Regions from separate parts of the Pan troglodytes genome. Here region 2 is linked to region 1. Evidence: chromatin contacts called from public Hi-C data. All regions are on one chromosome and are shown on one strand. Each heading gives the region's core, a stretch centred on a gene start, on an enhancer-like site or on the middle of the called end of the contact. The rest is flanking DNA. Distances are from core to core; before and after follow the strand shown.

Region 1 (5,320 bases), core at 1,300-3,799:
TGCTCTTGGGGCTCTCGGTGGTGGTAGTAGGGTTGCCTGAGCCACCTCTTCTAGCCACGGTAGTGTTGACTGGGCCTGAGACTTGCTGAGCCAGGGTTGTAGTCCCCGGTGAGTCACTGGATACACCAAGGGTGGTCGCCTTGACCGAGGCCAAGATTTCGTTGGCCTTGGAAGTGGGGACTGTGCTCTGCTGGGCTGTATCTGTAGCCATGATGGTGACATTGGATGCTGGAGTCGGTGCTGTTTTGTTAGATGAGTCCGTAGTAGTCTGGGTTGCTGTTTGTAAAGACAACAGAGAATGGAGTTAGGGCTGGGAGGCTTCCTCACCACGCTTCTCCAGCTCTTCCCCAGGATTCAGAGGCCTTGCTCGCAGCCCTGCTGTCTGCCTTGCTAAAGGCCTGGGTCTTTGGGGAATCCAGAATTTTCGGAGGTTCAAGAAACCTCTTTTTTCTGTCTTTTTTTTTTCTTCTTCCTTTTTGTGGAGAATGGGGTCTTGCTATATTGCCCAGGCAGGTCTTGAACTCCTGGGCTCAAGCTATCCTCCCGCCTCTGCCTCCCTCAGAGCTGGGATTACAGGCGTGAGCCACCGCGCCTGGCATGAAACCTCTAAGAGGGCAGCTTGGAGTGCAGCAGGGTCAGAAAAGCAAAATTCTGCTGAAGGCGAGCCCAGGCCAATGAGGCCCACCACACGTGGAGGCTGTCATGCATGCCCTGCCCTCCCCGTCCAGCCCCACACACATCCCCTTTAAGTTTCTCAATATGCTACCCCAGAACCAGCTGCCAGGAACACCTCTGTCTCCTCCTCCCCAGCTCCCAGGCACGTGGCCCACAGAAAATTCCACAGACTAATGCTTCCTGAACTGCCCTGGCCCTGTTCTGAGCTTAAGCAAAAAAGACATGGGCCCTGTTCTCATGGAAGTTATATCCAGGAGAAACTGATGATAAACTGAAATTACACAAATTACTATTTCAGTACTAGGTGAGCTGTGCCAAGAAAGAAAGGCCGAGTGCCCAGACTGCATGCAGCATGGTGGCTTCACCTGCCATTTCTTGAGGAAATAGGATCTGTGTCAGGCAATGGAGACACAATGGTGAACACGACACAGAGAGTCGTACCCTCAAGAAGCTAACACTCTGGTGGGGAGGCAGAGACTAACCACCTGGACAGAGCAGCCGTCAAATCTGCTTACTACACGGAGGAAGTGAGGAAGGAAATGATGCAGAGACGAGCGGGAGGGACCATGTCGAATGAGGGAAGGAAAGGCATCTCTGCGATGATGGTTAAGCTAAGCCCTGAAGGATAGCAAGGAGAATGCTGTGTGAAGAATGGGAGGAGAAGTGTCCCCAGCAGAAGGAACAGAATCTGCAAAGCCCCCGAGTAGGGAAAGGAGCTGACAGAAGACAAGCAGGAATGGAGTTTGGTAAGGAGGGGTCAGGTTCAGGGCTGAGAAAATGCAGGGTCTTATGACAGTGACAGCAACTGAGCGTCCAAACCAGACATTTTTGAGAATAAAAGGCCCTCTTAAAAATCACATTCAGCCGGGTGTGGTGGCTCATGCCTTTAATCCCAGCACTTTGGGAGGCTGAGGCAGGCAGATCACTTGAGGTCAGGAGTTACAGACCAGTCTGGCCAATATAGAGAAACCCCATCTCTACTAAAAATAAAAAATAAATAAGCTGGGCGTGGTGATGGTAGTAAAGTAGCTGGGCGTGGTGATCCCAGCTACTTGGGAGGCTGAGGCAGGAGAACGGCTTGAACCCGGGAGGCAGAGGTTGCAGTGAGCCAAGATGGCACCACTGCACTTCAGCCTGGGCGACTGAGCGAGACTCCGTCTCAAAAAAAAAAAAAAACCACATCCTACGCAGAAGGAGACATAAGATCATACTCCTCAGAGGCCAACATGCAGATTCCAGATTTTATTCTTGGTGCAAAAAAGAAGCCACTGAAGGCATTAAAGCACAGAAGTTTTATAGGATGACTTACAGAGAAACCTGTTCCTGCTGCTTTGGGGAATGCAGACTGGAAAGAAGAGTGTGTGGAAGAGGGAAGAGAAGTTAGGAGGCAATCACAGTAATCCAGATGGAATGAACAGGGTTGGCCATAGGAAGCTATTGACACTGGAGACAAAAGGTGGAGAGAGTCAAGACTGTTTTGGAGATCAACTGCTTGCTGATGTCCTAAGTGAGGGAAGAAGAGAATCTAAGGTGATTCCTAGTTTTCCGTCTGGAGCAGAAGGGAGTGGTGGGAAGGGGGCTGATGGCTGCATCCCGTTCTCTGTGCCAGCCAGCACCCATACCATTTCTCTATATTTGGGAGTTCCGCACCCCATGAGACTTGATGGCAGCAGAATCTGCCTCCTATGGTGATGCTCCTATGAAAATGCCAGCTCTTTGCCTTGCCAGCCTCCCCTGGGATGAGCATAAGCAGGTGGCAGTGCCACCATGAACGTGCAGTCTCATTCCAGCCGTGAAGGGCTCTGCAGGCAGGAGTGGTGACATCATGCATGGAGGTGAGGCCAAGCACTCATCCTGGGCCGCAGCGCCACCTAGTGCTTGGCATGGGTAAGCAGCGCTGGCCTCCCTGAATCTACAGCCTGGCTTGAGTGAGGTTCAAAGTAGCCCTGCATGTGGCCTCCAGCAATCCCAGCTACTCCATACACTGGACAGTATCCCCATATCTTTTACACACACATTTTGCTACTGAAAAGCAGAAATGTTTATCAGGAGTAGCCGCCAGCAGCAAGACTTCAAGGATTGGTTGTCAGGCCTTACTGGGGACAAAGGGCAGTCAAAATTCTGCAAGTATTAAGGAATACTTGCAAGTGTCCCATGATATCTCAAGGATAAGCAGTCACATTATCACCTCTAATCTAGAGTGAAGTGCCCAGGAAGTGGCTTTGGTGTGGCCCAGTGGCTGCTGCCAGAGTATGAAAGGCACACTCACCAAGTGTGTTTTAAAAAGCAATACAGGCTGGGTGCGGTGGCTCATGCCTGTAATCCCAGCACTTTGGGAGGCCAAGGCAGGTGGATCACCTGAGGTCACCTGAGACCAGCCTGGCCAACATTGTGAAACTTCATCTCTACTAAAAATACAAAAATTAGCCAGGCGTGGTGGCGGGCACCTGTAATCCTAGCGACTCAGGAGGCTGAGGCAGGAGAATAGCTTGAACCTGGGAGGTGGAGGTGTAGTGAGCCAAGATTGTGCCACTGCACTCCAGCCTGGGTGACAGAGTGAGACACAGTCTCCAAAAAAAAGTGGGGGGGGGGGGGGGGGCGGGGGGAACAGTGCAATGTGAGGGTTTGACAGGCATTTTTTCTTCTTAGTAGTTCATAAAGTAACAGTGCTTCTTACTATTGATGGCATCATAGTGTCATCTGGCAAGATACTAGATTGCTAAGGGACTATATCAGCATATTTAGGGAATTAAGAAATTTGTGGGATGATTGTTTTTTGTTTTGTTTTGTTTGTGAGACAGGATCTTGCTCTGTTGCCCAAGCTGGAGTACAGTGGCACAATCAGGACTCACTACAGCCTTGACCTCCTAGGCTCAATCAGTCCTCCCACCTCAGCCTCCGAGTAGCTGAGACCACAAGCACGCACCACCACACCCAGCTAATTTTTTTTTCTAATTTGTAGAGATGAGATCTCACTATAATGGCCAGGCTAGTCTCAAACTTCTAGGCTCAAGTGATCCTCCAGCCTCGGCCTCCCAAAGTGCTGGGATTACAGGTGTGAGCCATGGCACCCAGCCCTGGATGGTTGCTTCTTACAGTGGTGAACAGCTTAAAACAGGATTTGTCAACTCTGAAACTATTGGCATTTTGAACTGGATATTTCTTGTTATAGGCAGTTGTCCTATGCATTATACACAGAACGCTGAGCAGCATTCCTGGCCTCTATCTATTAGATGCAAGTAATACACATGCACGCCCCTTTCCAGTTGTAACCATGAAAAATGTCTCCAGATATTGCCAAATGTCTCCTGAGGGTGACAAAATCACTGCCAGTAAAAACTACTGGTTTCAAGAAAGAGAACAACAAATTCAAATTCCTAAACCTCCTATAAAAGCACAGACTGAAAACCAGAGACTTTCCAAGAACACATTCAAGGAGTCTCTTTGTTTGCAGCTGAAGGGCTGAGAGGGCCCTTTAAAAGACTTTAAAAGCTTAATTCCGTGAGTTGCTGAATTAGGGTGTTAACTTAATTCATAAGCTCACCAGGTCTCTTATGTGAAAATAGGACCTAGAGAATTTTTTTTTTTGAGACAGAATTTCGCTCCTGTTGCCCAAGCTGGAGTGCAATGGTGCGATCTCGGCTCACTGCAACCTCAGCCTCCCAGGTTCAAGCGATTCTCCTGCCTCAGCCTCCCAAGTAGCTGAGATTACAAGTGCACGCCACCATGCCCAACTAATTTTTCGTATTTTTAGTAGAAATGGGGTTTCACCATGTTAGCCAGGCTGGTCTCGAACTCCTGACCTCAGATATTCCGCCTACCTTGGCCTCCCAAAGTGCAGGGATTACAGACGTGAGCCACCGCGCCTGGCCAACTTAGAGAATTAAATGGTGACATGAGAGGGTGTAGATGAATCAGACTACCCATAAATCTCCATCTTCAATGGAATTCACTTGCCAGGAAGCTCTACCACTGCTCTCCTGTAAGATCCTCAATAACCTCGCTTCAGCTTATTGGCACCGAAAGCCAAATCTCATCATGATCCCCACCGCTCTTTATTTTCTTCATACCTATAACAACAGTCAGATTCCAATATGTCCCAGGAGGAAAAACACAGACTCTGACCTAGGAGAAGGCTCACACACTAAAAATATCTACAAAAAAACTTGCAAATATTTATGGATATTTAACATAAGGGTGCTGTATCAAAAGGAGGATGATGATAATTTTACATCAGGCTGAATTACCCAGTATGGGTATGCATACCGTAGGTTTTGGATCCAATATGCTGACTCAAGCAGCTACAGGTAGTTCTCATTGCTTTCTTAGTTGGATGACTGAAACCTGGACTCAATGGAAACCTACATTAAATAAAGCTGAGTTGTCAGAAATTCCCTGGAACAATGTATAGGAAGAAATGAAAGTCTTGGCTGGGCACGGTGGCTCACGCCTGTAATCCCAGCAATTTGGGAGGCTGAGGCAGGCGGATCACAAGGTCGGGAGTTCGAGACCAGCCTGGCCAACATGGTGAAACCCCGTCTCTACTAAAAATACAAAAATTAGCCGGGCGTGTTGGCGCATGCCTGTAATCCTGGCTACTCAGGAGGCTGAGGCAGGAGAATTGCTTGAACCCAGGAGATAGCAC
Region 2 (4,678 bases), core at 1,667-4,166, 140 kb after region 1:
ATCTGTGCCCTGGGTGCTCACTTGACTCACCTAAGTCCTAGCTCTGGGCAGGAGGCTGAGCCTGAGAGAAGCCTCCCCAAGGCCAGGAGCAGGTGTCCACACCCCAAGGTCTGAAAGCCACCCTAAAGTGGGTTCAGGGCTGTAAGGGGCTCCGTGTGGGAAGTCAAGAAGGCCCCCGGGGGCTGAAAACAGAGTTTGACCTGAAAGAGGCCTGAGCCCCAGGACCTGCACTGTGTCTGAGTTAATTGTCCCCACCCTCTGCCTGTCCCTTGTCTTAGGTGTTCAGTCCTAATTACTGCTTTTTTTTTTTGTTTTTTTTTGTTTTGAGGCGGAGTCTCGCCCTGTCGCCCAGGCTGGAGTGCAGTGGCATGATCTCGGCTCACTGCAACCTCCGCCTCCCAGGTTCAAGCGATTCTACTGCCCCAGCATCCCGAGTAGCTGGGATTACAAGTGCGTGCCACCATGCCCAGCTAATTTTTTGTATCTTTAGTAGAGACAGGTTTTCACCATGTTGGCCAGGCTGGTCTCAAACTCCTGACCTCGTGATCCTTCCTGCCTCGGCCTCCCAAAGTGCTGGGATTACAGGTGTGAGCCACGGCGCCCAGCCTTAATTACTGCTTCTTAACATCCCTACAGGAGCCACCTGAAGGTGCTATGGATGCAGGTGAAGAAATGACATCCAGGCAGGGCTTATGCAGATGCCTCTTGCCTCCAAAAGGAGGATTGGTTCCCTCTGCTGTACTTAAAACAACTTGAAGCTGGGAATTGTGGAGGGGGGGAGGGGGCCTCAGTCCCACAGAGACCTAGCTCCCATTTCGTGTGGCCAGGGTGTTGAGAAACTTTGTCCCTGGAGCCCCTGTGCTGAGTCATAAACACATGGGACAAATTCCAGCAGAAACGACCATTCACTAAGTTGCAAGTGACTTTCTCAGTCTTCTTTGCTTTTGTGCAGAGAAGACTGAGAATTCAGCCCTAGAGAATTCAGCTCTGGTTGTGAGTGCCTCTTTTCCAGGGCAGAGACTTCTGGAAAAGCAGATGGAGCCTTGTGGAATGGGGCTCTCTGCCTCATCTGGGGAGTGACTCTCGATTCCCCTCACCTGTCCCTCCCATCACACCTGGGCTTCTTTGCAGTGACAGGTGTGTGTCTGGAGAGGGAGTAGAGTGGAACGCAGGGTGTGGCTGTGGGATGTGGGGGTCGCAGAGGTGCACCCTGGGATCTGAAGGCTGGCCTCTGTCCTCCCATCTGGACGGGCAAGGAGCTCAGCCTCCCAGACTCTGCTTTCTGAGTCATCTAATGGCAGTCCTCATAATTTCCTCCTAGGATGGTTGAGACGGTCAAAAGGAAAGCAGGTGGGAAAACTCCTGGCGAAGCAGAAAGTGTTTCGCTGTGGGGAGGTTTTATTTTTCCCTCATGAGGAGTGGACGGTGGAGGCGGGGGGACAGTGGGAGGGAAAGGCCTGGGCAGGCGTGTTCGGGAAAAGATGATGAAGGGCACTTTGGAATTTGTAGATACCAGGAGACAAAGGGGAGGAGTGCTGTGGGGGGTCATTTGGGGTTGGAGGCTGAATAAGCAGGGTGTGGAGTGGGGCAGAAGAATCCAGCATCTCCCAAAGTGGAGGGATAGTGAGCAGTTGCTGCATGTGTGGGGTGTGTGTGTGTGTGATGTGTTTTGTGTGTGCTGTATGTGTTTGTTGTGGTGTATGTTGTGTGTGCTGTGGTGTGTGGGTGCTGTATTGTATATGTAGGGTGTGTATGCTGTGTGTTGTGTGTGTGGTGTGATGTGTGTGTGTTGTAGTGGTATGTGTTGTAGTGGTATGTGTTGTGGGGGTGTGTATTTGTGGTGTGTGTGTTGTGTGACGTGTGTGTAGGGTTTATGTGTTGCATTATGTGTTGTGTGTATGTTGCGTGTGTTGTGTGTTGTCTGGTACATTGTATTGTGGGTGTGTGTTGTAGGGATATGTGTGTTGTGTGTTATGTTGTGTGGGTATGTGTGGTGAGTTGTCCATTGTGTGTCGTGTTGGGTGTGTGATGTGTGTTGTGTGGTATGTTGTACTCTGTGTGTGTGTTGTGGGGTATGTGTTGTATGGATGTGTGGTGAGTTGTGTGGTAAATTGTGTTGTAGGGGTGTGTGTTGTAGGGGTGTGTATTGGGGTGTGTATGTGTGGTGTGTGTTATGTGATATGTGGTGCATTGTGTTGTGGGGTGTGTGTCATAGGGGTGTTTGTGGTGTGTGTTGGGTTGTGTTGTGGGTATGTGTGTGTAGCTGATGTTGGGATACATTGTGTGTTTTGTGGGTGTGTGTGGTATGTTTTGTGTTGTGTTGTGGGTGTGTATTATAGGGGTGTGTGTGTTGTGTGTTGGGGTGTGTGTGGCGTGCCTTGTGTGGTATGTGGTACATTGTGTTGTGGGGTATGTGTTGTAGGGGCGTTTGTGGTGTGTGTTGGGGTGTATATGTGTGGTGTGTGTTGGGTTGTATTGTGGGTATGTGTGTTGTGTAGTGGATGTTGGGATGCATTGTGTGTTGTGGGTGTGTGGCATGTTGTGTATGTTGTGGGTGTGTGTGGTGTGTTTGTTTTGTGTTGTGGGTCTGTGTGCTGTGTTGTGGGTGTGTTGTGGGATGTGTGTTGTAGGGGTGTATGTAGTGTGTTGGGGTGTATATGTGTGGTGTGTGTTGGGTTGTGTTGGGGGTATGTATGTTGTGTAGTGTGTGTGTTGGGATGTGTTGTGTGTGTTGTGTTGTGGGTGTGTGTGGTGTGTGTGCTGTGTTGTGGGTGTGATGTAGGGTGTGTGTTGTAGGGGTGTGTGTGGTGTGTGTTGTGCGGTGTCCTCCTGGGCATGTTCCCACCTTGGCAGTGCTGCCTCTGCCTGGGCCGCCCTTTGGGCAGCTGCTCCTGAGCCCTGCCTGGCTTAGTTGGCCTGTGCCCGCCACCTGGTGGCCGAGAGTGGAAGGGCAACCGGGCGTCTCACCACGGCCGTGGCTTGGGCGCATCCTCCTTTAAGAATAGGTCCTTGTCCCCCTCTCTGCTTGTGTCTCTTCTCCTCAGCGTCTTGCCTCTACCTCCTTCTCTCACCTCTGTACCAAGGGGGTCGGATTTCAGGTTTCCCCAAACGTCTCAGCGTGAATGGGAGTGAAGTCTCCAAGGTTGCCTGCCTCCCAGGGCGGTCGTGAGGATGACATGGCTGAGGAGGGGGCTGTGACAGGATGTGGCAGCTCACAGGCTCCTCAGGCATGACAGGAGAGGTACAGGATGAGCTTGCAACCCCCTCAGAATCAGGTGGCTATTGTGGAGCAGCCCCTCCAGGATCCCAGCACAGGTTCCGTCCCTGCCAGTTTACGGGAAAGGTGGCCAGGTGTCAGCAGTCAGGCATTTCTACTCCACGTAACACCCACCTGCTGTGTATTTTCTATTAAGGATTTTCAAAACAAACAAGGGAATTATTTGAGATGCATAAAGTTACATTGTGTGGATTTACTAAGCAATTAAAGCAAATGCTGTGAGTAATTGCAGATGTGCTGTCCAGGTATTGTTCTGGTTTTAACTACTGATCCCTTCTCCCTAAAGAGCAGGCCCTGGTCCTTTAGACAGAGCTGCCTGGGCTGATAGCTCTGCCCTAAGTGCGCAATGATTCCTTCATTCATTTGTACATTTGGTTACTGATGTAACAAGTATTCATTAAATCCGCAGCACGCGCCTGGCACTGTGCTACATACTGGGGACAAAAAAGATGAACAAACACATCCTGCCCTCCAGGGTCCTGACTACAGCTAAGAGGCCACATCAAGATAAATGCAACAAGCCTGCATCAGGGGGCTTCACCTGAGCCAAGGCTGTTGTCCCCAAAGCGTCTGACATGGGGGCCTTTAAGAGTTAGTGTTTCAGGAATACACACACCGGTCTTTTCAGACTCATCTGTGTGAAACTCACATTCTGATGCTCTGAGATTCTGATGCAGTCGGTCTATGAAGCTCCTGGAAGCCAGGTGTGTAGCCCCTTTTCTAGAACATGACTGGGATAGGAGAGTGGAGACAGGGCAGGGGATTTCAAGGCGACAGGCTGGTGCTGCCTGGGGAAGAGGGGCTCTTAGAGCAGCCAGGCACCTCTGCTGATTGGCCTGGACCTAGGAGGCCAGGGCCCCATGCTCTGTGCTGTGGGCTCCCACCAGGCAGCAGTGGCCTCCACAGAGAGAGTGCGGCCTGCCAGTGGCAGCTTCGCTGTCTGGCACAAAGTAAGTGAGGGTTTAATGACATTGCCATGATGTCTTTCTTTTCTTGGGTTCCTGCTGCCTGCACCTGGCGGAAATACAGCGGGGTGGGCTGAGGCTTCTGTGTTCTCTTGGAGTTGATGGTCACAGCTCCTTGATCTGACTGGCCTGGCTTGACTGGATCACAGAAAAAGCTGCTTATTCACCTAAACAGGCCAATGTCACCAGCAAGACTGACTTGGGATACAAAGCAACTCTGTATCTATGGCTTATTTCCAAAAGGATGTTCTATAAACATTAACTCAATGTAATTTATAATAATAATATAATTAATATCACAATATTGTATATAATATATAATCAATATAATCATAATACAATATTATAAAATTAATATAATGTTATAATAGAATTAATAGTTACACTATCATATAATACAATATTTATACTATAATATAGTTAATTTTTATAATAT

What was found. Hi-C and Micro-C count contacts between places; a contact is called where the count stands out from the background.
Region 2: a contact with region 1 is called in a Hi-C map of induced pluripotent stem cells, with 3 times the contacts expected there. The contact joins two enhancer-like sites. A contact is called at or near these places in 4 of 7 Hi-C or Micro-C datasets (blood, induced pluripotent stem cells, a lymphoblastoid cell line and 1 more).

The regions. Positions count from the first base shown.
Region 1 is chr6:146,878,377-146,883,696 of NHGRI_mPanTro3-v2.0_pri, forward strand. It overlaps PODXL (podocalyxin like), which reads right to left. Exons shown (of 8, transcript XM_527978.9): 2 at 1-276. Among named protein-coding and RNA genes, the nearest start is that of PODXL, 43 kb to the right of the region's middle. Within about 2 kb of position 2,550, at least 7 of the 24 cell types and tissues checked have an H3K27ac peak or open chromatin away from gene starts, as enhancers often do. A contact at or near this core is called in induced pluripotent stem cells and stem cell-derived neural progenitor cells, where this site is marked.
Region 2 is chr6:147,018,020-147,022,697 of NHGRI_mPanTro3-v2.0_pri, forward strand. No RefSeq gene overlaps it. Among named protein-coding and RNA genes, the nearest start is that of PODXL, 97 kb to the left of the region's middle. Within about 2 kb of position 2,917, at least 7 of the 24 cell types and tissues checked have an H3K27ac peak or open chromatin away from gene starts, as enhancers often do. A contact at or near this core is called in induced pluripotent stem cells and stem cell-derived neural progenitor cells, where this site is marked.